2 separate regions of the Mus musculus genome follow, and region 2 is linked to region 1. Evidence: chromatin contacts called from public Hi-C data. All regions are on one chromosome and are shown on one strand. Each heading gives the region's core, a stretch centred on a gene start, on an enhancer-like site or on the middle of the called end of the contact. The rest is flanking DNA. Distances are from core to core; before and after follow the strand shown. Region 1 holds the start of Dusp8 (dual specificity phosphatase 8). Region 2 overlaps Gm32786 (a long non-coding RNA gene).

What was found. Hi-C and Micro-C count contacts between places; a contact is called where the count stands out from the background.
Region 2: a contact with region 1 is called in a Hi-C map of rod photoreceptor, with 2.4 times the contacts expected there. The contact joins the enhancer-like site here to the promoter of Dusp8 in region 1. A contact is called at or near these places in 1 of 484 Hi-C or Micro-C datasets (rod photoreceptor) and 3 of 115 datasets of contacts at active chromatin or transcription factors (embryonic stem cells and pancreatic cancer cells).

The regions. Positions count from the first base shown.
Region 1 is chr7:142,091,905-142,099,289 of GRCm38.p6, reverse strand. It overlaps Dusp8 (dual specificity phosphatase 8), which reads left to right and starts at 4,006. Exons shown (of 7, transcript NM_008748.3): 1 at 4,006-4,367. Gm32786 (a long non-coding RNA gene) reads right to left here and starts at 5,124. Exons shown (of 7, transcript XR_870057.3): 1 at 4,951-5,124; 2 at 3,212-3,613; 3 at 2,346-2,430; 4 at 492-680.
Region 2 is chr7:142,128,530-142,135,914 of GRCm38.p6, reverse strand. It overlaps Gm32786 (a long non-coding RNA gene), which reads right to left. Exons shown (of 7, transcript XR_870057.3): 6 at 5,817-7,281. Gm39115 (predicted gene, 39115) reads left to right here. Exons shown (of 1, transcript NM_001347556.1): 1 at 1-972. The coding sequence ends at 579. Among named protein-coding and RNA genes, the nearest start is that of Gm39115, 3.9 kb to the left of the region's middle. Within about 2 kb of position 3,519, at least 3 of the 459 cell types and tissues checked have an H3K27ac peak or open chromatin away from gene starts, as enhancers often do. A contact at or near this core is called in rod photoreceptor, where this site is marked.

The sequences.
Region 1 (7,385 bases), core at 2,757-5,256:
AAGACAAAGATCTCTGGAGCTTGCTGGCTTTTAGCATAGCTAGAAAAGTAGAAGTTCTAAGTTCAGGAAAAGACTCTGTCTCAAAGGCAAAAGTGATAGAAGAAGATATATTCTATGTGTGCACAAATGCACATAAAGTGCATGCCCATGTGAAAGCACACACACATCTGCATACACACAAACTAAAAAGAGAACAATGAGAAGGGACCCTAAGGGATGTGGGAGAGGAGAAAGAGAGGAAAATGGAATCTGTGTGAGGGAAGCAGGGGGAGCTACTAGGGGGACAGAAAAGCTGCCAGAAAGAGAGAGGCATGGGGATGGTGGAGGGCAGTTGTGGTGTGTGTGTGTGTGTGTATGTGTGTGTGTGTGTGTGTGTGTGTGAAGTATCATAATGAAACCCATAACTTCGCATGCTAAGTTTATATTTTAAAGGGGTAGATAGTAACAGGAAGACTAGAGAGAGGTTAAGAACAGCAGTTAAGAACACTTACTGCTCCTGCAGAGGACCCAGGTTCAGTTCCCAACACCTACATGTCACTCACAACAGTCTGCAAACCCAGTTCCAGGGCATGTGACTTCATCTTCTGGCTTCTGAGGGCATTGTGTGAGTATGGTGCTCACCCACACATGCAGGCAAATGTTTATAGACATTAAACATAAATAAGTAACAGCCACTTCATCTGTTAAGAAAAAATAACAAAGAACATCTCCTTTTTAAAGAGCTAAAAAAAAAAAAAAAACAGTTTGAACGGTGGTACATGGGGCTGAGGAAGATAAATTCTAGCAGGGACCAATGTTCCATTCTGTAGGAAGACACAGAGTTCTGCAAATGGATGGTGGTGGCAATATATAGCAAAATGAATATTCTCAAGGCTTCTGGGTTGTACTCTTCAGTGTTGAAAATGCACATGCGTATTTGACTTTAAAATATAATTTAAAAATAAAGATTGAGGATATGGCTCTGTGACAAAGTAATTGCCTAGCATCCAAAAGGCACTGGGTTGGATCCCTGGCACTGCCACACTTGTGGTAATAAAGGTAAATATATATTTTTTTTAAATCAGGAAAGGGACATCTGCTGTGCCTTAGAAGTCAGGCTGGGCAGTCCAAGGGCACAGGTGGTTCTAATGCCTCACAAACTGAAGCAGAGCTGAACAATCATTTTTCTTTGCCAGGCCGTGGGTCAGTCTCTGGGGTGACCTCCTAGCTGCACCTCAGGCGGCCAGCCTGCACAGTGTACTGTTGTGAGCAGCAGAGGGCGCACGTGGACAGAGCAGACAGACCCAAGCTCGCTGCACCTGCTAGACTTTGAGTGAACATCCAGGCTCCGCACTCTGCAGCAGCCAGTACTGCCTTAGTCTGGGCGAGCCGCTAGCACTTGCAGGGTTCTGTCAACACAAAAGAATCTAAAAGGTGTCCTCAGGCCTGGGGCCAGTGTGGTGCAGAAAGTCTGCCAGAGGTTGGATCTTGTCCTCTGTTGGCACAGATAGATGCAGCTGACTGGATTCGGCTCTGAAGAAACCACACCCTGAGACTGCTTTGCTAGCTCCAAACCTTTCTCATCAACTTTCCAGACTGCCTCATTCCTTGGGGTGTGAGGGAACAAGATGAAGAAGATGGGGATGACCCAGCACCCACTGAGAAGGCACAGGTCTACAGAGCAGGTACTGCTGGAATGGGCCATAACTAGTGTCATCTATATGGTAGAGCCTAGCATGTCTACCCACAAATTGTATGTGTATAACCATAAGTATGTCCTAACCCAAAATTATAAGCTTACTTGAAATACTTTAAGGTTTTTTTTCTTGCAACTGGATTATATCGTATACAATATTGTGTGTTCCAGTTTCAAAAGTGTGGGGACAGGCTACTGGGTAAGCCCATTTACCTGGGGGTTCCAGAAGGTGCTTGAACCTGGCAAGAATCTGCCCCCAGCACAACTGAGATCTAATTGGGCACTCCTAGAGTATCAGACCATACCCTGCCACACTCTTCCTCACCTGGATACCCTCTTAGGGGTATCTACTGGGCTCCTCTTGAGACTGGAAGAGTGAAAAGCAATGCTTGCTCTCTCTCTCTCTCTCTCTCTCTCTCTCACACACACACACACACACACACACACACACACACACTAGCACCCAACAACTCCTTTGTCAGCCTCCACACCTTCCGCCCCAAGCTCTTTCAGGGCTGCTGCTGCCTCCTCCTGAATCCTACATGACCCGATTGCCTGAATCTGCCCAGGTCTCGGCTTGCGTTACTCCCCCTCCCCAGACCCCCAAACTCCCCATTTCCTGGACTCAGAGTGGGCAGGAAGCCAGCACATCAACCACCCCAACACTGACCTGAGTAAGCATCCAGTAGAGCTGGCCATCTTCAGCCTCGAGGGCTACCTTCAGCAGGAGGTATCAACAGCATTTAGGGCTCAGCCTGAGTCAAGGAGACAAAGATCTGAACCCAGAGCCAACCCCAAACATCCCTGGGGCTCCCCATGCTTCCTTCCTGGCAGCACTCCCAAGTTGTTTGTTTGTTTTGTGCTATTTCTGAGCCAGAGACACCTCTTCCCTCCAACCTGTATTAATCCCAGGCTAGACTCCCAGACTCCCCTTGGGCTACATAGAGAGGTTTCTGCAAGCCGGTTCTAAACACTCATAATGAACCAAGCCAAGCTGGATACAGTAGGGTAAAGGAGAAGGTCCCTGCAGAGCCTTGCCCAGCACCTAGTGTGGTCTGCAGTATTCTTCACACAATCTATACTAGCAAAGGAGTGCTCCTTCCTTTGTGCCTGCTTCACTCTCTGTGACCCTTCCTTCAACCAGCCATCTCCTAAACTCTGCCCTTCATCGAGTGAGAGGCTGGACTTCCAGGGAAAGTTCAGGACACTCCACCCCCCTCCCACCCCCCACGAGACTCATATTATCTGGTCACCTCACTGTCCACCTAGTCAGGGCCACGTTTTTGAAGTATCTGAGAAGGTCTGGCATCATGGTGGGTGCTAGTAATCTCATCACTCAGAAGGCTGAGACCAGCCTGGCATACAATAAAGAATTTTCTGCCAACCTGTTCCCGAGGAGGAGGGAAAACTAAGGGAAACGTGGCTTATGTTTGCAGGTGGACCACTTTGGCACAAGACTCCCCTTCCTCTGAGACCTGCCTGACCCCTGTGTATTTCTGCCCTAGTTGTAATTACCCATGTTTTTTGAGTGCTCACGTGGTTGTGTTCACACAGTGGGATGGAGCCGACAGTCCCCAGCGGGCAGGGGAGATGTCCGGGTGGGAGTAGAGGTCGTTTCCAAGCGGCTTTTCATTGGAAGCTGTCAAGAACTGGATGTCATAGGTAGGGGGGCAGCGCCGCCCTGGGGAGCACACCGGTGGGTCTGGAGCCCCGCCCCCTGATTTCCCGGGATGAGTGACCTGAGGCAAACCACATCGCCTAGGAGCTTCTTCTGCAAAGTGTAGAGCTGGACTTCCACCTCCAGGGGTCGTGGAGAGGACAAACGCGGATGCTGCAGGTAAGGCCCTTTGCGGCCGCAGCTCTCCATGACCCTTTTCCCTGGGCCGCACTGGGGCAGGGGAGGCGCACTCTGGGAGGGCGTCCTCTCGCGAACAAAGGCTAAGGGAAGGAGAGAAATCCGTGACAGGTTCAGTCCAGGCGGGCCGAGAGAGGGAGACCCTTGCATACTAGGACAGTAGACGCTGGTTAGAGTGCCGCGAGGCAGAGGGTTCTTGGGGATACCAGGAGCCCTGAGCTGGGAAGGCTTCCTGGAGGTGGGGAGCTGCGGCGTGCGTGGCCCCTTTAAGAACCGATGCCCGAGAAGCTTGGGGCGCGGGGGACGGAGGGCGGTGGCAGAGAGACCCACGGCCGCCGCCAGGGCTCCGCACCCAGCGCCCGCTCCGCTGACGTCACCTGCCCCCGAGCGGCTCACTCTGATTGGCTGCAGGTGACGTCAGGGGCTTTTTCGCTCGGCATGACCTCATCCCCACCGGCAGCCCCGCCCTCCGCCCCGGGCCTGTCACTCGCGGCTCCCGCGGTGGCCGAGCCGGCTCCGCGGACCCCCGCCCCACCCGGACGCCGGACGCCGGACGCTGAGCCGGGCCGGAGCTGCCGGCCGCGCCCGCCAAGTCGCGGGCTGGGATGCGCGCCGTGAGCGCGCGTGCCCGACCGCAGTACGCGCGCTCCGTCCCGAGCGAGCGCTCCCCGCGGTGGCGGCGACGACGGCGGCGGCGGCGGCGACGCGCCCCGCGCGCCTCTCCGGCCCTTGCCCCGGCTACGCGGGCCCCCGACGGGCCCATGGGTGGCGGAACGGAGCGGGCGCCCTGAGCGCGGCACCGGCGTTGGGGGCAACCCCAGGGCAAGCGAGAGCCAGGTGAGCCAGGCGCTGACAGCGGTCGAGTCCTAAGCCGGGTGTGGGCCCAGGACGTGCGGAGGTTTTTGCGGTTGTGTGCCCTGAAGGAAGAAGCTCTTTGGAGCACCGAGAATAAATGGCTCTGCCCCGCGAGCGGCGCGCGCTGCAGATCCGCGCCTGCAGTGCGCTGTCTTTCTCGGCATATTCCTTCTTATCTGGAGGGATATATATAAGAGACCTAGGGATTCGCGGGGGAGGGCTGAGATCCAGCACAGATCGGTGAGAGTCCCTGCGAAGCGCCCCCGCTGGCAGCCAGATTTGGAGAAGGTCGTCCGCGGCTGCAGCGGGCAGGGGGATGCGAAACCTCCGACGCCAGAGGGTCGGCTCCGGCCTGCGGTAGGCTCCTTATCTGGAGAGGAAGCTATAGGACCCCCCCCCACTCTTCGACTCGCATGGCTGTCCCGTCACCCCCACTTCATGGTGCTCCACTCGCCTCTGCGGATAAAGAACATCCTTACCCGACGCAGAGGCTGTAGGCGCGATGCTGGGGGAGGGGCCGGCACGGCTGCCTCCTGCAGCCTGTCTCCCTGGCCTCTCTGCCTACCTTGGGAGGGAGCGGCCAGTCAGATGCTGCTGGTACCCTTGTGCCAAACCTTGCAGGTGGAGGAGCAAGAACAGGCTCAGCTTCCACTAGATCAGACCTCTTGGAATAAATTGGCCTCTGACTCCTTGTTGACAGGGTGTGCTGCGCCTGCAGCAGATAGATTGGGGGCCTTGATGGTGCAGTGATGGGGGTGGGGGACCAGTGTGGCATCTGCAATGCTCTGTTGTGCAGTATGGGGTGGGGGTGGAGGTGCTTCGGGTCAGGGGCACGGCTTCTTTCACAGTATGAATGAATTCAGAATGGAAATCCAGTGACCTGTAGACCCAGCCTCACATTTACTTGCCCCTAGGGTAGCTGGGTGGGTGAGGGTAGCTTACAGTGCCAGGCTCTGCCCTGGGAGATCAGAGTCCCCGTGCATTCACTATTTGGTTAGCAGGCACCTGATACAGATGAGCAGATCATGTGACCAGGAGCTGTAGGTTCATCTTTATGTCTGACTTGCTGCAGTCAGCTTAGGGACCTCAGGAGAGTTGCTGGGCAGGTTCTCGTTCCCTCCTGCTCTGTGCCCTTGGGGATACTTGAGGATACCTCTGGGGACTTAGCACTGAACACAGACGCAAAAAGATGCTTCAAGTCAATGTGTATAGGACTCCTGCCAACATCTTTCTTCTTGGGCTGATACTGAGGTTTCAACTCAGAAGTTTCAACTGGACAGTATTTCGGTGGGGTGCATCTGTGGGTTTGGAGAGAGTTCAATATGCAGCTCACAGAGGAAGCAGGGAGAGGCTGAACCCACAGCAAGAGAGATAGTTATGCTGTGCTCCTAAGAAATGTGTGAGCCAAAGACCCTGACTGGACCTCTCAGGACCACAGCTCCCTCTGACCTCCACTGTCTCTTTTTTTGGCCTGGCTATTTGCCTGACTGAGACAATGTTTCTGTTCCCTCTCCTGGGGCAAGGGTGCAGGGTAGACTGGCCAGAGAAGCCAAGGACTCAACTGCCATGCAGGAACATTTGAGCCCCTCCCTTTAGGAGATGGTCTCTGCCAGGCTTCAGAAGTGCCCAGTGTGACAATGAGCTGGCATCTCAGCATCTTGGGCCCCTAATTTCTGGCTCTTTCCTGAGAGCCTGCCTGGCTGTGAGCAGGGATACCCAGGTCAGGTTGTTGTGAGAAGGGACCCAGTCTTACAGGGGTTAATGGGCCTGGCAGCCATTTCTAGAAGTAGGGAGTTTCTTGTCACTAGGCACTGAGCAGGAGTAGATTAGTGAGGATGCCATTGAGGACTCGGGCTTTTATTGGTCACATAAGGACTTGGGGACCAGAACATGTTGTGTGGGAACCCCAGTGTGAAAGGCAATGGACTGGCACTTGGTATGTGGGCACCGGGGGCTTTGGTGTGCAGAAGGATTTGTTTGCAACTGTGTATTTCAGTCATGCACTCCAGGAGGCTGTAATGTCTTCTGTATGTGCAGAGGGACACATGTGTAATTGCACTCAGGGACAAGATGGATTGTCAATAAGGCATGCATCTGCGAATGTACAAAGGGGAGTGTTCCTGTGCCCAGGGAACAGTGCCACAAGGCCTGAGCTGTGGACCTAGCCTTCAGCAAAGGGGGTTGCCTGGGACCTCCCTGAGGGGTGTGGCCTAGGAAAGGCTCCTCTTAACTTTGAATTTAGGATTGCTTGTCTCCTGGCTCAAAATCCTTTGATGAAGGCCTACAGCCTCTGCATAAGGGGTCTTGACCACTTCCCCAACCCACTTCAAGGCTCCTGTAGAACAGGCTGATAGCTGTTCTCCCTGGGAAGAACTGGGAATGTATGTTGCTTTGCTAAGATATTACATGGTCTGTCTGTGCCCTGCTGACCTTCTCAAAACTGGCCCTACATATCTATTTCAAGCCCCAATGAATTCTATCCAGCACTAGGACTAATGCCCAGCATGGAGGAAGCCAGGGGTGGGGGTATAAGGAGATGCTGTTAGGATGTGCCACTGAAGAACAGCATAGTGCAGAATTTCCTATGTGAGGGGGCTCATCCAGATCTTTGCAGTGCTGTATACAGATGGTCTCAGAGGAATGGGGAGCCAGTGAGCTGCAGTGTGGGGCTGGATCCTGGGAATTAGGGCCAAGTAAGGCAGGGTTGGAGTAAGGGGCTTCATTGTTGTCTTTGAGTTAAAGACCAGAGCTATTGGGCACCTGCCACAGAGGAGTGGGAACATAGAGGAGGGAGACCTGCCTAATCTGCAGAGCAGCCTGCTTCATGGCTGTTGCAGTAGGAGCAGCCGTTGCCTGGCACCTCTGCTGTTGCCATGGCAACATCGGAGGTGCTAACTTGCTAATGAGTCCCCCTCCGATGCAAATAGCAATACTGTAACGGTTAATAGGGCCCAGCTTCAGTTCTTAGGGTTCCCTGGGAGGTAGAGGAAGGGACAGGTA
Region 2 (7,385 bases), core at 2,270-4,769, 37 kb before region 1:
TGTGTGCCAGCCTGTTCCTGCTCCAGCTGTGGGGGCTGCAAGGGAGGCTGTGGCTCCTGTGGGGGCTGCAAGGGAGGCTGTGGCTCCTGTGGGGGATGCAAGGGGGGCTGTGGTTCCTGTGGGGGCTGCAAGGGAGGCTGTGGCTCCTGTGGGGGCTGCAAGGGAGGCTGTGGCTCCTGTGGGGGCTGCAAGGGAGGCTGTAGCTCCTGTGGGGGCTGCAAATCTAGCTGCTGCCAATCCAGCTGTTGCAAGCCCTGCTGTTGCCAATCCAGCTGCTGCAAGCCCTGCTGCTGCGAATCCTGCTGCTGCAAGCCCTGCTGCTGCCAGTCCAGCTGCTGCAAGCCCTGCTGCTGCCAGTCCAGCTGCTGCAAGCCCTGCTGCTGCCAGTCCTGCTGCTGCAAGCCCTGCTGCTGCCAATCCTGCTGCTGCAAGCCCTGCTGCTGTGAATCCTGCTGCTGCAAGCCCTGCTGCTGCCAGTCCAGCTGCTGCAAGCCCTGCTGCTGCCAGTCCAGCTGCTGCAAGCCCTGCTGCTGCCAGTCCAGCTGCTGTGCTCCTGTGTGCTGCCAGTGCAAGATCTGAGATATCGAACGATCTAGTCATCAGCTGAGTTCTTCCATTCTCTTCGTTGGGGTAGGGTGGGGTAGGGTTGGCTGTTCTCACTGTTCACAAAGCACTCCCTCGGATATCACCCTGTTTCTCTGAGGTGCTCTTTCTCAGATATATGGCCTTCTCTACTACTCAGCCAAGGAGGTTAGTGGCCACAGGGACTTTCTGACTCTTCCTTGGCCAATGTCTACTCCTCCCAGATGTTTCATATTCGTGGTCCGCAGCACCTGGTGAAGGACTGGATTCTTAACAGGAAAAAGCCACACACTGGCCACATCATGCCACTTCCTCCTGCCAGCACAGTCCACACTGGTTCCTCCATCATGCCATTTTTATACCTGTCTCTTAGAACACATTAATATTTTCCTTTAATAAACTCATCTTTTCACGGCAAAATAATTCTCCTTTCAGTGTAATCCTTTCCTGTCCTTCTCTGTTTGTGTACTGAGGAATGGCAAGTTCACTGTCAGTAGGCTCCCGGGAGACTCCGGAGAAGGTCTGAGTGGCCACCAGGAGAGGGCAGTGCTTGCCCACCCTTTGATGCAGTGAAGAGGCTCCTCACAATCAGGTAGGTGATGTATGTATGGAAGAATACAGTCCCTCTGCATCTCAGAGTATTTCCAGTGTTTTCCTGAGAGGACTTCTCTGAGCCTCAGAGTCCTGGCCTCAGGTTACTCTGTTCTTTGCAGGGGAAATACATAGGGGTAGACATTATTCACCCCCCCCCCCCGAGGGAGGCTGAGGCCTTCTTTGGATGGTCTGGGGTCTCCCATCACCCTGCTTGGACCATCAATATTCTGTTAAACATGATTCTTGGCACCTCCTTCCCTGGAAGTGCCCAGTCAGGAAATAGTAGCTGAGTGTGCCATGCTGACCATACTGGACAGGAGACACAAGAGTCCAGAGTCCAAGAGTCCAGGCTCAGATTCCCTTTTGGAATGTACAGGATAAGAGACAGGGGCAGGCACTAGAGGAGAAAAGCAATGACCACAACATGGTCATTGTGGTAGATTCTGGCCAGTGACCACTGCTAGGGGTGACACAGGCCAGGGAGGACCTGGATCAGATTGGACCCACACATGGTAGAGCAGGTCAACAGGATCCTAAATCCTAAGTGAGGAGGGTGAGCCTTCCCCCCAGGAAGCCTAGGCCTCAAGGGATGCAAAGAAAGTATTAGAACCCTGCTCAGAGCATTGACCACTGCAGATGTTCTCGTGGGGCAACAGGTGGGAAAAGGGACACACAAGGAGCTCTCTATGTGCATGGCTGGCAGCAGACAAAAAGCCACTGTGTCAGACAGGAGATTGGCTTCAGAATCACACCTCATGACAGTGTCTAGCCATGTCCTCCAGCAGGACCCTGATGGTCCAAATGAGACTCAGGATGTCAGCAGAGAATGTTAACCAGATGTGGCCGGGTTGAGGACATCGGCCACATAGAAACAGAGAAGGCAACAGACTACATTTGGGGACAGACTATCTACTATCTCCAAAGAGGGCCACTGCCACCGTGGAGGGCAAGACCGCCTACTCAAACCTCAACCACTCACACCTTTGACTGTTCACTTCATGAATCCTAGTGTCTCTGTGTCATTGTCCAAGCCTGTCTCCCAGGGGAGGGGAGGAGGGGAGGGGAGGGATGAGCTCAGCCGCAAAGCTACCCTAGCCATCTAGGCACATCTGTGAAGACAAAGGCTCAGAGCTTACCTGGTTGCTACCCTTGATCCACAGGGTTTCTAGCCCAGTTCCTGAGTTTAGTGGGGACCCTACAGGTGAAGTCCAGAAAAGGAACTGGCGGTCTGTGGGCCCCTGCTTTCCAGATCCTCAGCTGCTATGACTGGTATGGGTCTCTAGATATTTTTTGGGTCTCTGGATATTTTTCTATCTTTGATGCTCACAGCCAGTGCATATCCCTGCAGCTAGACCCTCTTTGGGTCACACTAAAAGACAGATTTAGGGTCTGTTAAGATTTATTTTCAATTGGTAGAGTGCTTGAATTACAAACATGAGGGCCTGAGTTCAATCCCCAGAACCCACTATAAAAAAGCCAGGCTGAGCAGATAGCTCTGAGGTCAGAGCTGCTCTTACACAAGACTGAAGTTGAGTTTCCAGCTCCCATGTAGGAGGCTCACAACGACCTCAACCCCAGCTCCATGGGATCTGAAGCCTTTATCTAGCCTCCACAGGCACTCACACTCAGATATGTATTAGAACCACACACATATATATAAATTAAAGCAACATTCACCTCTCTCTCTCTCTTTCTCTCTGGTACATGCACATACACACAAATAAATAAAATAAAATATTTTTTATTTATATGAATACACTGCAGCTGTCTTCAGACACACACTAGAAGAGTGCATTGGATCCCATTTCAGATGGCTGTGAGCCACCATGTGGTTGTTGGGAATTGAACTCAGGACCTCTGGCAAAACAGTCAGTGCTCTTAACCGCTGAGCTGTCTCTCCAGCCCAAAATAAAATATTTTTAAAGTGAGGTGGTGTGGTGGCATGTGCTTGTAATTCCAGAGCTAGAGAGGTTGAGGGGAAAAGAGGACCCCTGGGACTCACTGGCCAGCTGGCCTAGCCTACTCAGAGAGTTCAAGACCCAAAAGAGAGTCTGTCTCAAAAACCAAGATGGACAGTTCCTGAGAAATGACAGCTTAGGCCTACACATGCACAGAAAGATAGATAGATACATAGGAAAGTAGGTAGGTAGGTAGGTAGGTAGGTAGGTAGGTAGGTAGGTAGGTAGGTAGATGACAGAACAGTGGATTCTGTATGGGGATACAGAGAGAAGATATTGTCTGAAGCCAAGGAGAGAGGAACTGGGAAATGCCAGCCCTGGAGCACCTCCATCTTGACCCTCCGGTCTCAGGTGCATGGGATAATGAGCCTCTGATCTTAAAGCCACCGGCTATATCGGTTGCTACAGTTGCTCCAGCCAGTTCCATGGGTATGATAAGAGCTAGACAGACCCAACTGGGGGAGGTCAGAATGGTGGGGTCAACCTGGTTCTACAATACAAAGTTGCACAGGCTGTGTTTGCAGAAGCTTCTGAAACACTGAGGTGATAAAACAAACAAACAAACAAACAAACAAACAAACTGTTTCATTCAGGATATAGCCACAGGTGAGCCGGGGTCTGAAGCTTGGGTAGATTCATCTCTCAGGTGTTAAGCTCATGTCTGAGACTGTGTAGGAATCCCCTCTTTGCCAAATCGCCAGGAGTACATCGCCCTCTAGGTCATTGGTTCTATTGAAATGAACTGGCCTAGTTTTTCCCACTCTCCCCTGTAGCCTCTACCCTCTTATCTGAGATTATTGAGGGCTGCAGATCCGGCTCAGATGTAATCTGGTCCTATGACTGGGCACAGGGCTGGTGACATACAGTATTCTTGGAAACAATGGTGTCAGCATGTCAGAAGCTATGATAGGACTGGCCGGAGAAGGTGGAAGAGGACTTTACATTCTCCCCAGGACAGCAGGAAGGTGCAGCTGGGCTGTCTCCTACCCCAGCAAGAAGAGAGAGACACATAAATAAAACAGTCTCAGGGAGGAAAGGTGATGCCTCCTCCATCAAGATAGCAGGTAGCCTTGATAGGTTCTCAGTCAGTTCACACCTAAGCTTACCACAGAGTACCACAACAGAGCAGTATTATTAGGTGGCATCTCTGTCCCCACAGAGACCTCACCCCTGGAAATGCCACTTTTCAAGTGGGCTGGAACCTGACTCTCCAAGGCAGACATAGCAGAGTGAATGCTGAGACTGTGAAGCCCTGATGGTATTCAGAGACCACTTAGACAGCAGGTGAGCTCATCCAGACTGAGGCTTGAGCCTCCAACCCCCTCCTTTTATTACTTTCTTTTCTGAAGCAAGTTTCCACATAACCCGGGCTGGCCTTGAGCTGACTGGGTAGCTGAGGATGACCGGGAACTCTTGACCATCCTGTATCCACTTCCCAAGTGCTAGGATTGCAGGTATGCACCCGTGATGGGTTTGAACCCTGCACTTCACACAAGGCAAGCAAGCACTTTACCAACTGAGCCATCATCTCCCTTCATCCTTATTTGAGTAGAAACACATGTGGTATCATTGGAGCAGCTCAGCCATGTTCAGCACATGTCCAGTATTTTGCAGTCAACCCCCTGCGGAACCCCTAACTGTTCCATCACTACTAAACCCCACCCGCATCAGCAGACTCTTCCCATCCTCCTGCATCCACCATCATGCTTCCTTGTCTCTGGGCTGCTTCTACTTCAGAAAGATTATGTAAGTGGAACCACAGATGTGGCCAATTGTGCCTGGCATTCCCACTGAGCAACATGTAGTGGGTTTTTATGAGGTGGTGGGAGGGGGGGTTGTTTTGTTTTGTGTTTAAGACAAGGTTTGGCTATGTACCCAAGCTGTCCTTGAATTTGCAATCATCCTGCCTGAGCCTCCCAAGTGATGGAATTATGAGTGATACTTGCTATTTTTCAATCTCATGACCTTACTCTTTGTGGGGAATCTCTCCACAGAGATCAGGGTTCACACTCCAATTCAGTTGCTAGGGTAAAAACTGCCTCTGCCCTTTATAACCCAGTATAACCCAATATAAAGGTGATATATTCCTTTAATTCCATATATATATATATATATGCCTAACAGTCATCTCAAGGTTGGCCTCAGGCTTACTGTGTAGCACAGGGTAGATTTGAATTCATAATCCTCCTGCCTCTAACTTCGCAATTTCTGGAATTACAGGCATGCACTACCAAGACCAGATTTCATGAAATGTTAAGTTCCAGAAAAATATATCTCAAGATTAAGATAAAAAAAGGATAAAAAGGATATGGAGAAGAAAGCTGGAGAGATGGCTCAGTTGATAAAGCACATGCCATATATGCATGAGGACCTGAATTTAGACCCCTAGAACCTAAGTGAAAAGCTGGGGATGCAGGCTCACATCTGTAATCCGAGCACTGGGAAAGCAGAGACAGGACACCCTGGAGCTCGCCAGTCAGTCCATCTAGCTAAATCAGTGAGTTCTGGGTACAGTGGAAAACCCTGTCTCAAAAAATAAGGTACACATACCTCTGGCCTTCACAGGGATATGCACAGATGCACGCATTAAGCCCTAACATGAGTGTGCACATACATACTCATATACCACACATGTCCACACACACATAAAAAGACATGAATAGAAGCATATCCCCCTCCTACCTGGAGGACCTTGGCATCCTAGTCCAGTGACAGCCATGGCAGCCCGTGTGCTTGGGTAAATTCTTATCCTCATGTCAGGAATGCTGTGGGTATTTCTGCCACAGGATGGGTCTTGATCCTGGCGACCAGTCCTCAATGTCTTTGGGTCTTCCTGAGCTTCCTGTGGGCCACTCACAAATCAGGGTGCCGATCTTTATCAGAACCTTCACTTCTTAGCATCTCATACACACCCCATCTTACTCTTAATGTCTTTATCAATGTTCCCCCAAATCAAGATGGCTCTCCAAAGGAAGTTGCAATCTCTGCACATGTTTCCATCTCTCAACCTGACATCCAGACCAGCCTCAGCAGGCTGGAGATTTTTTCAAATGGGAGCAAGTATTCAGGGAGTCCAGATGGGCTGACATGCATACTATAAAGGGTGCTTGCCTAGCTGCACAAACCCCTGGGTTTCATCTGCAGCACACTGTAAACATGGTATATTAGCACACGTCTAACCCGACACTTGGGAAGTGAAGACTGGAGGGTCAGAAGTTCAAGGTCATTCTCAGCTTCATAACAATTTAAGGCCCTCAAGAAAAAAAACTATAATCCTTGGATATTTCTGTAAGTCCATCTTGCCACTTCCCTCAAAGCTCACTGTGTCTAGAGGATTTCTCTGGGCTTCACTGGAGCAGGTGGTTGGGTTTGGTCTATGACACTGTGGTTGGTTGGTTGGTTGGTTGGTTGGTTGGTTGGTTGAGTCAGGGTTTCTCTCTGTAGCTGTCCTGGAACTCACTCTATAGATCAGTTCTACCAGCTCGAACTCGGAGATTCACTTGCCTCTGCTCCCAAGTGCTGAGCTAAAAGGTATTTGCCGCCAACACTTGGCCAAAGACAACTTCATCCCCAAAAATTTTAACCTGAAAATCAGTCAGTCGATTAGTTTACTGTAATTAAGTCCCTGTCCAAGTCAACAGAGAGGTACCTTGAGGAATCTGGCCACTGGAAAGCAGTGTCTCTTTGAGCACACACTTAAAGGACCTGAACCACAGCTGGAGATGGCATGTGCCACCTACTGTAGAAGATGGGAAGTGTACACGGTCCCCACAGACCTACAGCCTAGGAAGCTGAGATAGGTAAGGCTTGTTCCTTGGGAAAAGCCTTTCTCCAGCGTTTAAGACAAAGATCTGTCTTAGATGAAGAAAGAAAGCAAGGGAATAATATCTTGTTCAACCAGGTCTTCTTCCTCTGTCATTAATGAGGATTTACTCTGGAAGTTAAAAGATTCATGGCCTGAAGAAACTGGTTTGAATGACTTGGGATTTGGAAGAAGGAAGAGGATAGATGATTTTTTGATTTCCATCCCAGATGTTTTATTTCTGTGACAGAGAGAATGTAACCAAGCTGCTTCACCTCTGGGACTGAGTCTTCCCTTGATGGAGGAGCAGGTTTGAAAATTCTTCCTGCAGAAGCAAATAGAAAACTGCAAAGCAAATGAAGAAAACAGCTTGAGGTCCAGCACACTGGGGAGTGGTAAATGTGCAAATCCAGGAAAACTGCTAAGTGTAGATTTCATCTTTGTTGACT